2 separate regions of the Danio rerio genome follow, and region 1 is linked to region 2. A link is a contact called in public Micro-C data. All regions are on one chromosome and are shown on one strand. The core of a region is the stretch at or near the end of the contact, and the rest is flanking DNA. Distances in the headings are between cores, read along the strand shown.

Region 1 (7,326 bases), core at 164-2,663, 270 kb after region 2:
TGACCCTGCAGCTGCACACACCACTAAACCAGTTTGAGGTAAAGTTGGTTTTATATTCGCACCTTCCTTTAGTGACAACTCGTGACACGCTTCCTACATTGTTTACCACGGTACTTTGAATATTTGGATTAAGATCATTTGAACAATGAAGCTTTTGTTATTAACATATTTATTTTGTTGATTAAGTTTCAAATTTATAAGTGTAAATTTTCCCAAAAAAAATTTACTTTGTTTTAAATGAACAGAAAATTACTTTTGTACTATTTAGCAAAGTGCTAATAGACAGGCCATTAAACTGTACATCTGTGCCTTTCAAAATGTTTGATTGGTGTAAAGGTCCTGCTTGTTTGCAATTGTAAGAATTTTTGTTAATTATTTATACTCTTTCCTTTTTTTGTGCTGTTATTATTTACCACCTATCACCCAAGCTTTATTTTGTTTACTATATCATGTGTGTTGTTAACAGCATAAATAAAAATAATAATTAAAAAAACGTTGAATATTCGGGCTGAAATGACATGCAAAACTTCAAAACAACATTAGCATTGTTTAATTAACTGTCAACAGTGTTGTACTTTGAGAGTCATTGACTCCTAACATGATTTCCTTATTCAGTATTTGCAAAGAATTTTCTAAAAAATATATTATTAGGGGAAAGTCTGAATGTGTGAATAAAAAAACAACTTTATCTAAACCTGTCCCCAACAAAGCAGCAAAATCATTTTACACCAAACTATTGTATTTTTGAATGCGAGTACACATTGTAAAGTGGAGACAGTTATTGGTGAAATTACATGGCAAACATTGAGCAAATCTGAAATAAAAGAGAAACTGATGACTGGCTTTTATCATTTTATCGATTTAAGTAAGCTTTTCCACGTCACAAGTCACACAAACATCATACGAAAGTAAACTCTTTAAATAATCTTAAACACAACAGAAGATAAATGTCTGGCAGCCCCTAGCGAATCACACAGCGAAATAATCACAGAGAGCCTGTTAGATTTTAGTGAATAAAATAGAACGTACCGCACAACAGCAGTTACTATAGTGAGCAATCTTTTAACGTTAAGTAATACGGAAAACTTTCAAAATACTCACAATCTCATGACACACGTGTTACCGCTGTGGGGACCTCTGAACTCTCCACTTTCACACAAGACAGTAATAATCGAAAAGGAGCATCAACGCTTGTGTGTAAAACTGGTTCGCTCATTTTAGAGAAACTTTTGAAGATGTATGATTTGTTTCGGTCAGAAGTTATTTGTAATGTATAAACTGTTGGCTTGCTAAACTGTTGAAATAAATTGTGACCAAAGTAGTTTGACATTTACAGAAAGTTTAACATAATAACATTATATCTAAACACTGGTGGACACATTTAGAGGAATGTAAGATACCCTAAATTATAAACAGATGTGATATAAATCGTTCTGGAGCTCTATTACCCTTCATTAAACTGTTTGATTTATCATGTCTGAGAAGGGTTTCGTCAGAGACCATAGATCTGAAAAGATAGATCACGCCTTAGCTGTGGTTGCGTGTCCGCCATGTTGGAAAGGTCAAAACTACAAACTGTGGTGCAACAGGCAGAGCAGGTTTCAAAATGCAAAAATCAAAAAGTTGCTGAACTGTTAATGTAGTTAAAGTAGAAGTTAAATACGTGTAAAAAAAATAAAGTATTAGTAGCCTTTAAAATGCAAATGTAATTGAAATTAAGCCTACAAAAAAGTTTTTTTTTAAATGTCATTGTCTAAACATTGCAAAAGAACAGGATCACTCAAAAGTGAGACCTCATCAATTTCTCCCCTTGTGTGGTGTGTATATATATATATATATATATATATATATATATATATATATATATATATATATATATATATATATATATATATATATATATATATATATATGCTATATTTATATCTAAGGTGACACGGTGGCTCAGGGGTAAGTGCTGTCGCCTCACAGCAAGATGGTCGCTGGTTTGAGCCCCGGCTGGGTCAGTTGGCATTTCTTTGTGGAGTTTGCATGTTCTCTCTGTGTTCTTGTGGGTTTCCTTTTGGTGCTGTGGTTTCCCCCACAGTCCAAAAGCATGTGATGTAGGTTACTTGAATAAACTATATTGGCTGTAGTGCATTTGAGAGTGTATGGGTGTTTCCCAGTACTGGGTTGAAGCTCGAAGGGCATCCACAGTGTAAACGTGTGCTAAATAAGTTGAGTTAAATGAATGAATTTATATCTAAATAAGATATTTTGAAGGTAAAGTGGTTGCTGAGATCCATTGACTTAAACTTTCTCTTTGTCTCTCTTTCTCTCTCTCTCTCATTCAAACTCATACAAAATACAGTAAATCCAGAGAAACACAATTTAAAGATGTCTCTCATTTTTTATTTACTTCTGTAAACTAAATGAGAATTAATCCAAATTTAACATTTAGGGTTTTTAATCATTTAGTTTATTTACAGTTTTTTACTGACGCTAGGACACATTTCTCAATACTAGGTCACTTTAGCAAAACTCTTCACACAGTGAGCACAACAGAAGTCTGTGTGGACAAAACATCTCTGAAATTTCATGAATTCTATTCTCACTCAGACACAACAACTGACAAAAATCTTTGTACGTACAAGACATTTTGTATGTGCTTACTACTGTTTTCAAAACTGTTAAACTTATGTTCTAAACAATAACATAATGCAAAACCGAGTAAGACAGCAAAATTCACCAGCAATATTTTATTAAAACATATTTCAAATCTAAAAATTCAGTTTATCCAGCCAGATTAGCATTACTATTGTATCTGTATCAGTGGATGGTGTGTGTACAAATTCTTGTATTTTGGAATTACTTAAACAAATAAAAATAAATAAACGACATAAAATATTGACGAATTCTGCGTAATGTCTGATTAATTCCAGTAACATATATTGTAGTTATAAACAATATATATTGCAATTATAAATGTTTTACACAAGAAAACACTGTGTAATGCTACATATGTTGTGTCATTGTTTTTGGGTAACAAAGTGTGTTTGTTGGCTGTCAACCTTTGCTAGTGTTCTATCTAGAATAATGATTTTATTTGAGACCTGAATGAAGTATTTTGGTAGTAGTGGTGCATTTTGAATGTGAAATGAACTGCTTTGCCAAGCTGAAAGTCGGTTAGGAGAATTGTGTAAAGAGTTTTGCAAAAGTGACCAAAGTATTGAGAAAGTCCTGGTAAGTATTGAGTGTCATAGCGTCTGAAAAAAAAACGTAACGCATAAAATAACACCTTGTTTTCATACTTTTAAAACTAATAGAAACAATTGATAATTTTTGCCCAACTATTACTTTAGATGACAAAACTGCTCAAACTTACAATATTCCTGAAATGGGTGTTATTTAGCGCTAACGCTTCTTGTTGACCTTTCCAAGATGGCGGCGCTTTTGACCAGTCGACTGCGCCATCTATGCTACGATCTATGATTGAGATCTTCCATTGGTGTAGTAACGCTTCGCCTCCTCGAACCTCAAGGAAATCACCGGGGTCACCTTTTATTCTTGTTTTCATTAAAACACTTCAAACGCCACTTTTCTACAGCTGGACAGTCATTGACGTTGTTTGGATTAAAGACCGACAGATGTCGCGCAGCAGGTTTTTGTGACAGGGCGCTGCCGGTGAAATCGCTGGGCGTGTGTAAAGATAACGCAAAACAAGGGCTGGATGTGGAAACTGTCAGGAACAGATAAACCTCAGTAACCGTCGACCCCGGACAAGTCGCTCTTTCTAACACTAACTGTGTGTCATGCAGTTACAAGTCAGTCCTGACACTCCGGTTTTCACACTGGTCATCTGACTATATACGCGAAGTTTAGACAGATGATGATTAGTTAGAGACTTGTGATATTCATTTGGTTTCGATTTTTCTTTAAATGTATGGGACAATGTTGCGAATGACAGGATTTGCTATCGGGAAACTGCAACAGTGTAGCATTACCTGCTGTCGGTCAAGTACTTTTCATCACTGGTCAACCCGGACATCAAGAACGTGGAGCAGGCAAGTGCGCAAAAATGGATCGTTTGATATCTGTGTGTTGCCTGTGTATAAGGGAAGAAACATATCCAAGCTCTCTTGTCTTAGAACTGAAGGGTTATTTTCACCTAAGCACTCCAGACACATAGTTGCTCTCTATAGCACATCTACAGACTCAAACCAAACCTCAAAGTCTGTGGTAAATCAGGAGAGCAGCGCGAAAACCACAGCGGACTCGTTACCTGTTCCCTCGGAAGATGTCAAGAAGCTCCTTCAGCTGGCGCATCCGCAGAGATGGAGACTGACAGGCAAGTCAACCGTGCTAGTGTTTTGTTTGTAACTTTATCTCTTAGGACTTTATCTCTTGTGCAGTGTAATTTAGAATTTAGCTTTTATTTATTTATTTATTTATTTAATGACATATGGCCATGAAGTACAGAAGACACTCTCTAAAATATCATTCAGTGTATCAATAGTTTATACACCAACAAATCATATTTAGAACCATTGTTTAGAACATGTATGATTTGTTGACATAATAAAAGACTGTATTTAAAGGTCACATTTTGTCCTAAAAATACAAATTTTTTGTCATTTGTGTCTGTGTGTGTGTAAATCAAAATCTTGATTATTTAAATGTTTTAACTTGATTACGATCATTTAACAAATATATATTTTTTGATTAATAACTTTTTTTTGCCCTCATAATTCACCTTACTTGCACTTTTGGAAACAAAATTAATAATTTTTATTATGTTTCTCATATAGTAAAAGTAATTTCATATTAGTAAGCAGTATCTCTTTTAAATAAAGTATCTCTTGAACATCCTGTAAATAATATTTTAAACAGTGCATTATTACGTCTTCTGTAAATAAATATTCTATTATAAATAATAATTTTATTGTGACTGAAAATATGCCGTCTCAAGGCATCTCTGGCGCAGCTTCCAATCATTGTCAATGTAGTGCAAACCTGTAGTTAAATTTTTTTAGAGCTGCGCAGGTATGCTACCACACAAAGGTTGTGCCAGATCATACCTGTGCATACTCAAAAGTAATTGAAAAAATTGACCTGGAAAAATTAGATCGATTATAGGTTCTGAATGTCTATTTCAATTACTTTTCAATTAATCATCCAGCCCAAATATGTATATATAATATATATATATATTACCGCGGCACCATATTTTGTTTGCTGTGATATATATTGCGACATGATTATAGTTTCACCAGATGATTTGAATAGCTCTATTTGGAAAGATTTCATTCATGTAGATCGACTGGGGTGATCAAGTGTTTTTCTAGGTCATAGATCTGCATAAATGTGAATTAATTAAGAATATATAAATATTACAGAGAACAAATAAAGGTTCAATAAACAGTGCTTTATGGTTATCTGGCATAAAACATTTATCAATTAAAAAACAAATTTTAGAACAATTACTTTTTTAAATTAATGGAGGTTTTTTTTAATATCTATGGCTTGTTTTGGAAATGACCTTCTGGATCTCCTTATAGCTGCTGTGGGGTTTCTGGTGATTTCCAGCACTGTCACCATGTCTGCACCCTTTTTTCTGGGAAAAGTGATCGACACCATCTACACCAGCCCCACCGAGGACTTCAGCTCATCCCTCACCTCTCTCTGCCTCATGCTGACAGGCGTCTTCCTCTGCGGAGGCGCTGCAAACGCTGCTCGTGTCTACCTCATGCAAATCTCAGGTGAAGTATGGATGGTGAAACAAGACAGATGCTTCATAGTGCAGTAGGTTACTTTTGGCTAAATATGATTTTGAAAGAGTGCAATGAAGAGCAGCACAAGTGTTACCAACATTGATAATGATAACAGTTTAAATAGCAATGGTTGGAACAAAAAAATTAAAACTTTGATTTAGATTGATTTGATTTAGATTCTTTGATCAAGATTGTTGTCAGTGCCAATGATTTAATGTAAAGTACATCGACACATGTACTCCAGTGCTCATGGCGACAAGAGTTCGATTCCCACCTCAAGGTCCTATGCTGATCCTTCCCCTCTCTTTGCTCCCCAAACTTTCCTGTCAATTCTCTCTATTGTCCTATCCAATAAATAAGGTAAAATAAAAATAAACTTTTATTATTGATTATTTACTTTTTTAGGCAGACAACCCATATTTGTCAAATGTGCTACTGTAGCATTAGCTACCTAAATATAGATTTTGGACCATCGAAAATGGTTTACAGTGACCCTCATTCACTTGCACTAATTGGTGAAAAATCCTGTAATGCTGTTCCTCAAATCCTTTTTTTCCTTTGCACAAAGAAACTCTGTTATGTGCATCCTGGATGGCCCAGGGCTGAGTAAATAATCAAGAATGTTTAATTTTCGTTTGAACCATGAATTGCAGAATAAATCAGCATATAACAATGATTTCTGAAAGATCATGTGATGCTGAAGACACTGAAAATTAAGCTTTCTCATATGATAAATAAATCTCTTATAAAGCATTAAAATATAAACAGTGACTTTAAATTGCAATAATATTTTAAAACATTTCTGTTTTTACTGTAGTTATGATCAAATAAATGCAGCCTTAGTTACCAATAGGGACTTTTAAAAAACATTTTATTGACCCAAAAAGTTGTTTTTACAGGCTTTTTTGGTGCACAAAAGTGTTGTTGGAGCTTTTTACAATTACAGTTTGATTACACTGAAGTCATAGATTGTTTTGACAATATTTTTGGTACTTTTCTGATCTTTGTAGTTTGTACAGGTCACCACTTTTGCCCTCTATGGAGGATGAGAAAGCTCTCAGATTACATTTAAATGTCTTAATTTGTGTTTCGAAGATGAACAAAGATCTCAGCGGTTTAAAACGACATGACACCGACATGTTGCTCTATGTAAAAAAACTGAATTTTCATTTTTTGGTGAACTAATACTTTACGTCTTGTTTAGTCCATTCCATGTGACCAGCATACATTACTGTGCCTAATCCCTAATAGGTCTTTCTTGCTTTCACAGGACAACAGATTGTGCGAAAGTTGCGCGAATCCCTTTTCTCCTCAATTTTGAAGCAGGAGTTGGGATTCTTTGATAAGACCCGAACCGGTGAACTTATTAACCGGCTTTCAGCAGACACAGCTATTGTTGGACGCTGCCTCACTGATAACCTGTCTGATGGGCTGCGTTCCCTGGCTCAGGCTGGAGCCGGAGTTGGCATGATGGTGAGATGCTTGACCTTTAGCAGCTAATTTCCTTTACTAGCCACGTTAATGGTACTCGTGCAAAACTAGCTGCCCCATCTCTCTTTGGCTTCCTTTTTCTGAT
Region 2 (7,080 bases), core at 3,700-6,199:
AAAAAATAAGTTTACAGTCATGCATTTAGCTTTTTAAAAGAATTATTTTTGTAATTAATGGTATGACAATGTAAACCAATATGATAAAAAAAAAAACTAATGGTTTCCTTCCCAGTTGACTGACTATATTAAAAATTGCTAACTTTTTGTATTGCAAGTTTTTTGCACGTTAAAACGTGAAATAATGCACATTTGCGTACATTTATAGCACAAAAATCTGAACACTGGATAAAGTGTGGTTTAGGTTTTTAGAGAGATGTTCTCATGTATTTATATTTATTACTCTATAAGAATAAAAGAAATTAAAAATAAAAAAGAAATTACACATTTCACATTTTTGGTAGAATATAATAATGTAAATAAATAAATGTGAATAATCACAATTATACATGAATAAATTTGTTGGTAAAAACTTTCATATTAGTAATCTGAAAAAATATCAGACATGAAAACTGATATATGTTGCTAAAAGATGTACACTCATTGGCCACTTTATTAGGTACACCCGGAGGCATCAGAATGGGGACGAAAGATGATTTATTTGAATTTGAACGTGGTATGGTTGTTGGTATTTCAGTATTTCAGAAACTGCTGATCTACTGAGATTTTCACGCACAACCATTTCTAGGGTTTACAGAGAATGGTCAGAAAAAGAGAAAATATCCAGTCCATCCCTTTATGACCACTGTGTATCCATCTTTTGAAGGCTACATCCAGCAGGATAACGCATCATGCCATAAATGGCGAATCATTTGAGACTGGTTTCTTGAACATGACAATGAGTTCACTGTACTCAAATGTCCTCCACAGTCACCAGATCTCAATCCAATACAGCACCTTTGGGATGAGGTAGAATGGGAGATTGGCATCATAGATGTGCAGCTAACAAATCTGCAGCAACTGCATGATGTTATCATGTCAATATGGACCAAAATCTCTGAGAAATATTTCCAGTATCTTGTTGAATCTGTGCCACAAAGGATTTAGGCAGTTCTGAAGCCAAAAGGGGGTCCAAACCGGTATTAGTAAGGTGTACCTAATAATGTGGCTGGAGAGTGAATAGCTTAGTGCAATTGTAAAGTGTTTTCTGGATGCTTTATTTGCATTAAACTGAAAAAGCCTTTTAAAAGCCAAAATATTATAAGAAAAAGACGCATGAGAAAAGGCGTGTTGCGGTATCTCATCTTAAAGGGATAATTCACTCAAAACTGAAAACTTGTTATTATTTACTCACCCTTCACTGATCTCAAACCAGTTTGAATACATAAGAAGATATTTCAGACAAACCTGGAAACTTGTAACCATTGACTTCTATAGCACTAGTATTTCCTACTATGGAAGTCAATGATTACCAGTTTTCAGTTTTCGGCTTTTAAAATTTTCGTCTTTTAATTAAAAAGAAAGAAACTCAAAAGGTTTGAAACCAATTAAGGGTGAGTAAATAGTGATCAAAATTCATTTTGGGGTAAACCCCCTTAAGTCACCATAAGCCAAATTTTAATTGTTTTAAACCACAGGGTTGATTTGTAGTAATCACGCAAAAACGCTCTAAAATTGCATTTGGCATTCAGAACTGTGTAGAAAAAATAAAAGTAACTTTAACTGTTCCCAGACAAATAAGGCACTTTAACTGTATTCATTCAACATATAAACTTAACTGTGAGTGTGCATTTAATTTTTAACTGTATTTCTGTGAATCTGCAGGTCACTTACAAGGTCCACTGCACACTAAAACAATAAACGACACAATTTAAATCTAGAACATTGATCAAACAAGAAAGTCTGTGCATGGTTAAAAGAAAGGTTAGCTGCCAGGAAGTGGTTTCAAACTGTCATTTCTACAAATATCACTCAGCTCAAAATAACCAAAAGATGTGCCTCTTGTCATACGAAGACGTTTTATACAGTATTATGTCTCTTTAACCAGACTGAATTCACCGCATGTTAAAGATTGTGCATAGAAAGCAATTAGGGTTCAATATGCACCACCATCAGACACATTCTCCTTTCATATCAGACATGTTTTTATTTTGAAACACGGTAGAAGAAGTGTCAGACTGCTGGTTTACATTCGCTAAAAGGTTACAGAATAGTGTGGGTGATGACATTTAAACCAGACTTTCTCTGAACGCGTTTACTAATTACAGTCATTTTAGAAAAAGGTTGTCATCTGCACAGTGTGCCAAAAAAAGAAAACAATCACAGAGGACATTTTCCGATGACGTGGTATGCTTTGCAAGAATGTAATTTTTCAATGTTTAGCCACCAAATATAAAACTAAAGACTCGATTATTTAGATGATCAAGAAAAATGTTACTTTAGTCCTTGCAGTTATTTTATAGACAATATTTAGTCAAATAAATGATATCTTTGAAACTGATTATGACAAAACCAACAAGTCACACGCTTTATTTCTCAATATTCTGTTTGGGTCAGTGCTCTGACAATATTTAGGCCGGATGTAATTTTGCATGCAGTCTTAAATTGCACCTCACCATTAACAAAATCCCATGAGATTTATTTTGTGGGACACTTATTTTTGTCATTTGCAATCACATATACGTACTTGATCAAAAAACAACACAAATTAAAAGCACAATCTAAATAATAATAACAATACTAACAATAATAATAATAATTATAATAATAATAATAATAACATATTATGATGTCTTAAAATAAGGATTACAAAAAAATCCTAATTTTTGCAGTAATAAGAACAATCTAATAAGTAATAAGTGAAGTTCTTAAAATAACATTTCATAGGTTAGCATATTCACATTTTTTATCGAAATAACCCTTTTCAAGTTTAAAGAACTTTAAGGAAATGGAATGATGCATGGACATCAAGGGTTCTTCCTGATAAAGAATCTTAAGAGTTTTAAGAGTGCAAGTAAATAATAAATATCCTCCTACCTGAGCAGGCTGAGCGCAGTCTGGTCAATATTCTGGACCTGAAAGCCGAAGTGTCACTTAAAGAACGAACTCGAAACACAGGAAACACCTGTGGAAATGTCTTTAGGTATGAAAAGCTGTCTGCCTCAGCCATTCCGTTTGGATGTTGGTACTTTTATTTCTTGAAATAATTCGCTAAATTCGAATCGTTCAAATGTGCTGTCAAGATAAAATCTGACTCAAAATTCAGACAGAGCAGACGAGCTTTACTCGCCTTAGACAGTAGTGGGTAACTGTTCACCTGTTTAACAGAACTTTTAAAAACTTATTTTAAAAAGACAAAGTCGACTATTTCTTTCTCTTCCTCTCTCATAAGAAGTTTTGCGTGTCGTTCTTCAGCAAATGATCCGTGTCTTACATCAGTAAATGAGCCAGAAGCGGAAACACGTCCATCAAAAAGATACTGATCTACAATGCGTTTTATCCGGTGGAAGACTGAGGTCACGGCAGCTCTAAGCTGCATTTCTGAGTCATCCCTGTGGGCGGCAGTGTGGACTTTTAGAATTTCTGAAAACAACAACAGGTAGCAGTTCACCCCCTCCAAAAAATAATTTGCCGTTAATTTACTAACCTGGTTAAGCTGTAAAATGCACTTCACTTCAATGTGAATATTTATAATTATTACTAGAAAAAGATTACGTAGGCTAAGTTACTCGTGTCAAATTCAAAAGAAATTAGTTATTTGAAATTATTTACTAAAACTATAAAAAAAAGTATTTAAAAGGTGTGTGTGTGTGTGTGTGTGTGTGTGTGTGTGTGTGTGTGTGTGTGTGTGTGTGTGTGTGTGTGTGTGTGTTTATTCTAATAGAGATAATATATAAGATAAGTGTTTAGTTTCTAAAAAGTCTGTACCATCTGATCATTTATTATATAGTCACCTTTGGATTTATAAGGTTCTATCTGTGTTCTGAATGATTTTGAGACATTGAGCTTCAAAGTTTTTGCATTTCATATAGCAAACAGTATGTGTGTAACTATTGTTTTTTTGAAGTAAAAAGTTTTAAAATGTAAACAACTTATAAAAAACATACCATAATGTAAATAAGTTGTCATTTGATAATAAGAATGTCAATAACTCAATTTTGACAAAAATGTCAGATAGAACCTTTTGCGGTATGCATGATTTTATTTCTCTTGCTGCATCACATAAACAGCCGTCAGTGACAGAGAAAACAGTGAAGCGAATGAAGCAGATATTCAGTTTAAAACATCAAGTAAGCTTATTTGATGTATTTGTTGTGTTTATGAATTACATGATGATTGTATCGTCTTTTCTTTAAATTGTTTTACAAATTTAAAATGTTTTTAAAACTTATTCTTGAGGTGCAGCTGATCACAGACATTTTGAACAGATCTTAAAAATTTAACAAATCCTAGTATGTGGACATGTTAATACATTCCTGTCAATCAATTCGGAGAGTGTATATGTTTCCTAGTGCTGGGTTGTGACTGGAAGAGTATCCACTGTATAAAACATATGCCAGAATAGTTGTCGGTTCATTGCACTGTGGTGATCCCTGATAATTAAGGGACTAAGCTGAAGAAAAACAACAGCAGTATTTGCCAAACTCTAGTGAGCTAGAAAAGGCTCTCAGCGAGTAAGATCTAAGAACCATAAAGAAGTGTTGGGGAAAATTTCAAAATTGGGGTCATCTTGTAAAACACTATTAAGAAATATATATAACAATAATAAATAGTTTAAGGTACAAGGAAACTTTTTGGTCAGTTTTCATATAGGTTATGACTCATGCGGTTTCCTGTTTATCATCTTGTTCTTTCTCTCCACCGATCAGCCTGACATCATGCTGTAGGTAAACATGGTAGTGCGGGGTCGTGCTCTCCTTTGACGGAACTGTTTATCAACACACAGAAGCCGGTTTGAAGCTGAACAACACTGAGGAAATCTGAATGTCCCAATATCATGTTAATGTGTAACCAAAGAGAGCATCATCCAATATATGTTATTTAAATACAGTCCAGACCCTCAGTCCACCACAGTCCAGCTCTAGAATCAGCAAAGCATCTGAAGGTAAACAGGAGCTCTGTCTTTTTATCTTTTTTCACACTTTATGACCGATTATCTACATTCATGTTAAGAGTAACCGTTTAATGATACTGATAAGCCTTTTGGCTGAGTTAAATTATGTTTCAGAGAGATAATTGATCCACATGTATTACTGCATTAAGTTTTCCTCTGGGACTTTGGAGTGTCGTTTTAGCACTGATTATAATTACAATTAAATAAAAATGTTTAAAAGAATATTTTTGTACTTTTTATTTTTATTTTTAGGGTTCCCACAAGTTATAGAACTTTTGAAATACTATTGAATTGTAAATGGTCTTTTCCAGACATTGAAAGTTAGGAACGCATAAAAAAAAAACAAATAAATAAATAAATAAACATTATTTAATAAATTTTACATATATATATATATATATATATATATATATATATATATATATATATATATAAAATTATAGAATATTTATAGAAAAAAAGTCATTTATTTGTCATTTTAAATGTTCATTTTTAATTTGAAATGTATACTTTTTTCTATACTATTCCCTTTTTACTGCATGCTTTGCCTTTTGTTATAGTTGCCTAGTTTTCTGTGCTGTTATATTCCTTTACAACTTTCTCCCAATATAGGTCATCCTGAACTTATCTGAAAGCCTCTGAAAGTCAGGGAATTTGACATTTGGTTTAGAGTGCGAACCCTGTACTATTAATTTTAAAAGCAGTGTGTTGTTTTATATTGTTTTATCTTTAACACTTCGATTGTCAGAATAATTTGAGGAACAAGGTTACAAAAAAAAGCCTTTTTATTTGAAATAAAAAATATTCTGCAACACAAACGTCTGTCACTTTTGACAATAAAATTTGACAAATGAATCAGCTTAATGAATTATTGTTATATTTGAATGTATTTTAAGTTATCATTTGATATAGTTTTAAACTTTTTTTAAGTTTATTAATAATTATACATATATTATAAATATATTCATTATTGTTTTAATATTTATAAGATGATTTAATATTTTATTTCATTTATTTTTTTTTATTATGATTAAATATCTTCAAAATAATTTTAACTAGTTATTTTATTTATTATTATAACTATTTTTGATGAAAAAGCTGAATTTTGTGCAGAAGCACAGTGTCAAGGGATTTTAAAAATAAAGCACTTAAAGATAAAAAATAAAGCACTTTATTTAACTTTGTTTAAAGAAATGTTTCATATATGATATATATTAGGCTTAGGCTATTGTGTTTACAGAATGTTTATCTAAGATTTGCATACAGTAAAAATTAGAATGTGCTCACTACAAACTTTTTTTATCCGATTCGTGTTCTTGTTTTGGGGTTATTGACCTTAAATGGGTCAGTACAGAGACCTCAGAAGTATGAGCCACTGGTCAATTAATTCTGTGAAAAACGGGGGTGGAAAAAGCAAAGACGGATCAGCTATAGACTGCCCTCTTTTGGCTTTAAAATGCACATTAAGTTTTTTTTTTTTTTTGCATATTAAGTTTCTTATAATTCCGCTATTCATCATCATTCATTATACAAACAGGGGTCTCGCGGATTACCCGACAAGATGAAGATGTTCCTCGCTTTCTTATTTCTCTCCTGCTTTGCAATGGCAAGAACCAATCGAGTGTATGTCCACCCATTCAACCTCTTCAGCTCTGAAAACATCAGCTGTGAGGTGATCCAGAGTGAAGAGCACAAGCCGCTGGAGACCGTTCATCCTCTACCTCCTCTTCCAGGCAGCACAGATCCAGACCCACGGACGGCCAGTGCAGCCGAGAGCCTAAAGAACCTCACTCAGCGCACTGCCGTGCTTGCAGAGCTCCAGAACTCACTGGGTTTGCGCATGTACCAGACGCTCAGTCGCACACAGAAACACACCAATACGCTTCTGTCACCGTTAAACGCATTCGGTGCATTGGTGACCCTCTATTTGGGAGCTTCCAAAAAAACGGCCATTTCATACCAGCAGCTGTTAGGACTCAATCTGGAGTCTGAACAGACAGATTGCGCTTATTTTGTTGACGGACACACAGTTTTACGCACGCTTCAGGCCATCAGTGCACATGTTGACGAGTCCCGAAAAGAGCTCA

Evidence for each region. A called contact is a pair of places that touch in the nucleus more often than the background predicts.
Region 1: a Micro-C map of caudal fin shows a contact between it and region 2, with 4 times the contacts expected there. The contact joins the promoter of urb2 here to the promoter of agt in region 2. A contact is called at or near these places in 2 of 18 Hi-C or Micro-C datasets (caudal fin and an unstated tissue).

What each region holds. Positions count from the first base shown.
Region 1 is chr13:27,445,692-27,453,017 of GRCz12tu, forward strand. It overlaps urb2 (URB2 ribosome biogenesis homolog), which reads right to left and starts at 1,414. Exons shown (of 10, transcript NM_001123301.2): 1 at 1,102-1,414. abcb10 (ATP-binding cassette, sub-family B (MDR/TAP), member 10) reads left to right here and starts at 3,484. Exons shown (of 14, transcript XM_073920892.1): 1 at 3,484-4,043; 2 at 4,128-4,327; 3 at 5,538-5,738; 4 at 7,021-7,223. The coding sequence starts at 3,919.
Region 2 is chr13:27,169,838-27,176,917 of GRCz12tu, forward strand. It overlaps agt (angiotensinogen), which reads left to right and starts at 4,950. Exons shown (of 5, transcript NM_198063.1): 1 at 4,950-4,984; 2 at 6,531-7,080. The coding sequence starts at 6,555. It overlaps phactr2 (phosphatase and actin regulator 2), which reads right to left and starts at 3,349. Exons shown (of 13, transcript XR_012389302.1): 1 at 2,917-3,349.